Linked DNA regions of Mus musculus: region 2 is linked to region 1. The links are chromatin contacts, called in public HiChIP or PLAC-seq maps. All regions are on one chromosome and are shown on one strand. The core of a region is the stretch at or near the end of the contact, and the rest is flanking DNA. Distances in the headings are between cores, read along the strand shown.

What was found. HiChIP or PLAC-seq counts read pairs in DNA pulled down with a chosen protein or histone mark.
Region 2: an HNF4G HiChIP or PLAC-seq map of pancreatic cancer cells shows a contact between it and region 1. The contact joins two enhancer-like sites. A contact is called at or near these places in 4 of 39 promoter capture datasets (cranial neural crest, hippocampal neurons, liver and 1 more), 5 of 484 Hi-C or Micro-C datasets (the AML12 cell line, cerebral cortex, cortical neurons and 2 more), 1 of 115 datasets of contacts at active chromatin or transcription factors (pancreatic cancer cells) and 2 of 9 other capture datasets (adipose tissue and pancreatic islet).

What each region holds. Positions count from the first base shown.
Region 1 is chr1:91,822,143-91,825,850 of GRCm38.p6, forward strand. The region is part of intron 1 of Twist2 (twist basic helix-loop-helix transcription factor 2); the gene reads left to right. All of the region lies in intron 1 of Gm46117 (a long non-coding RNA gene), which reads right to left. Among named protein-coding and RNA genes, the nearest start is that of Gm46117, 7.3 kb to the right of the region's middle. Within about 2 kb of position 1,604, at least 72 of the 459 cell types and tissues checked have an H3K27ac peak or open chromatin away from gene starts, as enhancers often do. A contact at or near this core is called in pancreatic cancer cells, where this site is marked.
Region 2 is chr1:91,943,270-91,946,736 of GRCm38.p6, forward strand. It overlaps Hdac4 (histone deacetylase 4), which reads right to left. Exons shown (of 27, transcript NM_207225.2): 24 at 2,631-2,764. Among named protein-coding and RNA genes, the nearest start is that of Gm46242, 65 kb to the left of the region's middle. Within about 2 kb of position 1,797, at least 15 of the 459 cell types and tissues checked have an H3K27ac peak or open chromatin away from gene starts, as enhancers often do. A contact at or near this core is called in pancreatic cancer cells, where this site is marked.

The DNA.
Region 1 (3,708 bases), core at 354-2,853:
TCTTACCTAGAACACCATTTCCCTGGGCTAAAGTTCAGATGGTAAAAGAAATGGCTTTACCTTGGGCTGACCTTGGCACTCGAGGACACAAAGTTGACCCGGAACACCTACAACTGATCCAGGAACTCTGACTGGAGACTATTCTAAGGACGTGATGCCAAAAAGTTAGAGAGGGCGTGAAGATGGTCAAGGCCTGTTGCTGAGACCCTGACCATGGGTCCTTTGCTTTCCAGTTACCATGGCAGAGATATCTCCGTGTTTGTAATTATAAAACACAATGTAAAGGTTGCCATCCTTACAGTGTTTAGGTGTGTGGTTCTGTGGCACTGATCAAGCTTGCACTGTTTGCTAGGTGAGTAATTTCATCACACACTGTAACAACCGTCAGAAGCACCCGCCTCTACACCCTCATTAAACACTAACTCCCATCTCCTGCCCTGGCTCTTGGTGCCATTCTAGTTCCTGCCTCTGGGGACCTCCTATGACAGGAATTCCACAGGATTTATCACTGTAACTAGCTTACTTCAGTTAGCATATGCCTCATGGTCCACCCAGGTTACAGCTATGCCAAGATTTCATTTTTTTAAGGCTAAATGATATTTCATGTTGTACAGCTTCCCACTTTTGACTTTCATGAATACTGTGGCTATAAGCACAGTATGCTCTTCTATCATGCTTTTTGATGTCCACAAAGCTTGTTCTATCACGGTGATCAACTGGGTCCGCGTAGCACTGGATTCCCTGACTTATCCTCCAGATGTGGGTGGACCCTCACATCTATGTTCTGGGTTTCACGGTCTCTTTATCACACCAGTCCCCTCCCTGTGACCAGCTGTCCTCACGGAGACTCTGTTCATAACGTCCCAGAGAAGCAGAAATGAAATCCACAGGGAAGGCACCGGCTCTAGGACAAAGAACCACAGCCTATCACAGCCTGAGTGGATTTACAGTGTTCTTGTCACTAGACGGCTCCAGCTATGAAAGACAGTTGTTGGCATCGCCTCTTTTGAGATGGTTTGATCTGTCAGGGCAAACCAGGGAGGGAGGCAGGGCAGCTGGTATCTGTCACTCTCCTGGGCCACAGAGGACTCAGTTCCATTTTTCTTCACTGGGTTGAAACATGGCAGTCAGAAGTCTCTCAAGGAGCCTTGAGGACAGGATGGGGGGATGTCCCCTTCAGGACTTAGCAGAAGAAAAGGTCATCTCAGGACCCCTCTGACTGTACTGCCCACTGGGACAGAAGAGTTCCAGCCATTCCACCACTGGATAAAGGTAGACTTGGCCAAGAGATGAAAGAGGAAATTTGGAAAACTCTGTGATGCTGACCAACATTTCCTTAGAGAGTCCCTGTGGCTGTGTGCTCCATGTGGCTGGAAACTGTGGGATCTCACACCATCTGTAAGGGCTGGGCTTCCAGCCGCTGCAACACTGCAAATTCCTGGTGACACAGGAGCCAAAGGCACTTTGTGAACTTCTACTCCCTCACCAGGGGACAGCGTGAGTCAGGCCATACAAATTCCCATGATGTCAGCCACTCTGCTTAGCTTCTGGGACTCCTAGGTCCCTGTGCCTTTCTCCCCCTGTCCCCAAGTAGCAAAGCATAAATAAACAGATGGAAAGTTACCTCACAGATCCCTGGCAAAGCCCTCTGGCCCTGCACAGCCCTGGCTGGGTGAAAGTTTACTTTAGAAGATTCTGATGCAATAAAGACAGACAAAGGAGGTGGCTGGTCATGGGCTCTAGCACTGTCGGGGCTTGGAGGGAAATGGATGCAGGAAAGGCCCAGGCTTCAGGTTAGAGTTCAGGTCTCCAGCTCCATAACTCTGGAAAGAGAGAAAGAAAGAAAGAAAGAAAGAAAGAAAGAAAGAAAGAAAGAAAGAAAGAAAGAAAGAAAGAAAGAAACCCAGTGGTCATCTGTGCCCCTTACAAGCTAACTGCTGTCTACTACTACTGCCAAGAAGCTCACTATTAGGAGACACAGCCAAGTGTGCTGGTGTTCACTTGCAATCCCAGCAGGAACACGGAAGTGAACGTAAGAGGCTGGGAGCTGGCTCGGCTGGCAGTGTTTGCTGCAGGAACATGAGGACCCAGGTTCAACCCCTTGAACCTGTACGCAAAAGTTGGGTGACGTGGTAAAAGTGTTTTCAATCCCAGCACCGTGGAGGCAGAGACAGGAGGGTCCCGAGGGCTCAAAAGTAACTGGGAGATCCGGGGAGGGATCTGCCTCAAAAGATAAGGCAGAGAGCAACTGAAGAAGAGCACTCTGACCCGCCCTACTTACATACATGTGCACACACACCTGCATGCATATGTGCACCCAAAAACACCCCCAGCAAATAAATATGTAAATAAAGTCCAAGGCCAGCCTCAATTACATAGTAAGGACCAGGCCAGCCTCAGAAACACAGTGAGACCTTATCTCAAAAGTAAGTGCAGCGGTGAAGAGCACTGGTTGTTCCTGCAGACGATTGAAGTTCTGTTCTCAGCACCCATGCCAGGCAGCTCACAACCATCAAAAACACAAGCTCCAGGGGCTCCGGCAACCTCTTCTGGCCTCCATGGGCACTTATACCCACATGCACACTGGCATACACATAATTAAAAAAGAAAACATTTACGTGCATGCATACATACATACATACATACATACATACATACATGCATAAGATGCATGAAGCCTGAGCAGATGGTAAGCAGGAGCTTCATGGATGGTAGAGACATCCACCTGGGAGAGCCTGTGTCTAGCTGAGTCCTGATTCCTCTATCCCATGTACACCGCTATTAGACAGAACTGGGTTTCAGCAGCAGTTGCAGAGACAAAAGTCTTCCCTATGATGTGTCAACATAGCAGAAGCTACATCAGAAGAAAGAGAAGCCTGTGGGCCCACAAGAGCCTTCACTTTGGCTTCTCCCGAGGCCAGCAAGGGACCTGACAGAAGCAAGAGAAATCAACTTCTTCAGAAGTTAAAATTCTAGGTCATTTGCAAGAAAAAGAAATGTACTAATCTTTCTAAAGAATATATCATCGTCGGGGAAATAAGAGGGTTTCTGTATGGGACAAAAAGGTAGTTTAACATTGATATATTTACAAAGTTTGTAACACACTTTGGCAAAATGTGCTAAAGAGCGTGCGATGAATTCGTGTTCTTTGATCACTTATGTCAATCAGCACTTCCATAGTGAGAAAAGGGAGTAACTGTGGTGGACTCAGGGTCCTGAAGCTCTGTGTGGCAACTCTGCTTCTGCAGCAGGCTCTGCTACTTGAAACCTCAGCCTTCTAACAGGAGCCTCTTCCTGTCCCTGCAAGCAGCTCTGTTTGAGTCAGCAGGGGTGTCTGGCAAGATTGTTTTTGTCTTCTAAAGTAATTCCACGGGGGGGGGGGGGGGGGGGAGGATGGAAAGGGAGAAAGTGAATCAACAAAGCACACTTCATTCAAAAATGCCACAGTGGTTTCTAAGACCTTGCATGCTAATCTAAAAATAATAATAATGAGATAAAGTAGTTCCATGGAAACTGAAAACTGATGGAGTCCTGAAGACAAACAGTAGGTGATAAATAAATATTTGTAGATGATACAGTTGCCTTTCAGGAGCCCTGCTCCCCGCCCTAGCACCAACACAAGTGTTATTCAGAATCCGTAGGACCCATGAGCAAGCTGTGATGGAACTCAGCTCTTACCTAGGACAGAGTTCAACACTCTCTTATGCA
Region 2 (3,467 bases), core at 547-3,046, 120 kb after region 1:
GAGTATCACATCAAACTTCCTTCACTACGTGGTCACAGCTCTGGCTGTCTCTTCTTGCCTTCTTCAGTGTGAAACAATCAGCTGTAGGCTGAGCCCCCTGCCTTCCCTGAAGCTCAGGAATTCAGATGGATCCTTCATGCGTGCCTCTTCCCCATTTCCTTCTCTGCTGCATCCTAGCTTTTTTGAGCTCAGCCTCTCCATGTTGTTTTCCCTGCTGTCTCCTAGTTACCCTGCCTTTGGCATGCCCTGTCCTTTCACACTATCTAGCCCCTTCTCCTCTCTTGGGATATACATGGGATGACACCAAGATGTGCAAGAGTCTTCCACTGAGCCACTGACACCTGCCCAGAGCCCATGTCTCTGAATTCCAGTTCCTAGCTTCCTACAGTAGGGTCAGGATCTGCAGTATGCTGTGGGGAACCTAGGCCAGGCTGCCATCCCTAGGCTTCCTGGAGCATTGAGCACAGTTGCTAGCTGCCACTATGTCAGGGCTCTGAGCCTACCCATGAGCATCTGGCATCCTCAATAACCTTAGACCAGGAGTCACACAGTAGGAAAGTATCCTGTGTGCTCTCTTTCATCTTTCCCATAAGGGAAAATGTCTAAAGGTAAATGTTGTGGAGACCTATGTATAAATGGAAATCTTGGAAAATAATGCCAATTAGTCTGGTGGCCTTTTCACATTTAGGATTTCAGGGAAGTCAGTGGGAGCAAGCTTTGCTGGCCAGGCAGGGCTGGGGACACGTGTGGCTGACTGCTGCCTCTGACCCGCCTCCTTAAGTACCTGCTCTCTATTTGAGTTTAGATGGTTTTCTCTCATGACAGCTACAATGGAGGGCAGGGAGGTTTGGCAACCATGAGACTGGGGAGTGGGGGCTGGGGGGTGAGGCTCAGTGCTTGGTTGATGTACTCAGGGCCTGATGGAAAGACTTGGCTAAGGTGTACACCTACTTTCTCTGATGAAGGAACACCCCACTGATGGCATGGGTCAGAGCTGTAGCAAGGCATAACTAGCAGGGTTTCTCTTATAATAGTGTCCACAGAAGGTTGAGGGAGGAATATGCATTTGGTTCCAGAAGCTTAAAAGCTGTACATAGTGAGGCAGCAGTTTCACTCTTCTCTCCTACCCTGTGCTTTCTAGAGTGAAACTTGCAGAGCACACCACACAGAACATGCATTTAACTTTGAGTCTGGTATTGTGTGCAATTCTGACAAGAACCTTCAAGAGCAATCCTGATCTCTGTGTCACATGGGCCAACCCTGGGCTGGCAGGTGTTGGCAAACCAGGTCAGAGAGGGTCTTCCTTAAGAGCCATCTAGTCCCTGGCCTACATGGTGGGGACAGCAGTTTCATAAGCCCAGAAGAGCAGGTGCAGCAGGCGCCGCAGATCGCAGAGCTGCTGACCCACTTGCCACTCTAATCCTGAAGCCGAGGGGCTCCTATGTGACACAGGCTCCAGGATCTGTGTGGTGTGCTCCTTACTCCTGGTTCTTTCCTTCCTAGCACCTAAACAGCACCCATAGGGGATCAATGTGAGTAAGATCTATGAAGCAAGAATCACATACATAAATTAGGTAACAGATATACATACCAGCCAGAGAGGCCTAGACTAGTGGTTCTCAACCTATGGGTCGTGACCCTTCTGCGGGGGGTGGGGGTAGGGGGAGGGCTGAATGGCCCTTTCACAGGGGCCACTTATGACCATCGGAAAACAGATTTACATTATGATTCATAACAGTAGCAAAGTTACAGTTATGAAGTAGCAATGAGTAACTTTATGGTTGGGGGGGGGGAGGTCACCACAATCTGAGGAACTGCATAAAAGAGTTCCTTTAATAGGGCATTAGGAAGGTTGAGAACCATTGGCCTAGACAGATTCAGATTTGGGAATTCTTCAATGAAGGTTATGTGTCAGTTTTACCACAAGCATTTGGGGCTCCCAGGGTTATGTGACATCACCTTCATTCTAACCTGAAGCTCATTCCAACTGGGTCTCTGTTGTGTGCAGCTATAAACACAAGGAGCTAGGAATGTCAACAAGGGGTCTTCATCAACATAGCAGGAGGGAACTCACATGGTGCTCACTGTACTTTAACCCTCAAAAACTTTATGTGACTGACCCACTGAAGACTACTGTGCAGGCCAATGTCCCCAACTCTGCCTGGCAGTACTAGTGGGGCAGTGCAGAACCCGAATCTAAGCATTGCTCCTGAGTCACAGGATATATGATAGCTGAGTAAAGAGGTCCCAGCCCAGCCCTAAGCTGAAAGCTCGGCTTGTGCATGCTGACTCCACCCAAGCCTGCAGACAAGCTCCCATAGACACCGGACCACACTGGAGAGCTGAGGAGCAGCATGAGGCCTGGCCAGCACGTTATCCTCCACACGAGTGAAACAGGAAGGGAGAACGTGCTGCAGCGAGTGCCTCTGTGTCCTGGCCCCGCTCTGTGTCCCTTCTGCTCATCTCTTAGCCAAGGTCAGACATCCTACCCGGGCTGGGATACAGCTGTAGCCCCGTGCTGGGTGAACTGCCCCTCAGATGGGAGGTGGCTGGCCTCTGCCGTCTGAGCTCTGTGCAGCGGCCTGGTGCCTGTGGTGAGCACACTCTGCAGGGCCAGGACCGCTCCATACCTCGTTTCCCAGCAGAGCAGACACGCAGGCTTCAGAAGCATCACAGATGGCTGTCAGGTCATGGCCTCCCTCAAGGGCCAGCACAAGCCGGCCACCAGCTAAGCCCATCAGCTGTTTTGTCAAGTACCCAAAACCTGCAAAGGCAGAGGGACACGTTGAGTGGAGCGCGCCAGATACTCCCCTCAACATCCCTAATAAACACAGGAGCTGGGTATCATCTTCAGTAACTGAGGCTCGCTTAACATGCTTATTAGTTTGGCTTTTGGATTGTATCTTCATCCGACTGACTGAATTTTGGTTTCAGTGCTGTATCTTCCCCATCTAAGGCTTTGCACTCCCTGCCTTCCTGGGCATCTGATATGCTGTGTACATACATATGCAAGTGGAAGGCAGCATGCCCATGTCAATGCTGTGTGTGGCACGGAGCTTTCCCACATTCATGTCTGGGCATCTGCTTCCATCTAGGGTCACAGTCTTCCCTGTTTTCAGTCAACACCCAGCACATCACTTGCTGGTCATGGGGTTGCTATGCATAGCCAGATAGGCTGATGCAGGTTAGGCACTAGGAAAGCCCTAGTAACCAGCCCACTCACCAGACCAGATTCAGGTCCAATGTCTCTGATGGAAACATTGATACTGGCTTTGGGGTTACAGAGACTGTGGTACAAAGAGTACTCTCTGCCCCTGTAGGACCCCACTGCAGGAGCAATGACAGCAGGAGAGAGGCACTGACATCCCAAAGGCTACCTCTAGTCTCATTATTCCTTTGCTGGGTCCACATCTACCACAGTAAAGCAGAGAGACTGACTGTTCTCTGTGATTAGATGCACTGATGGG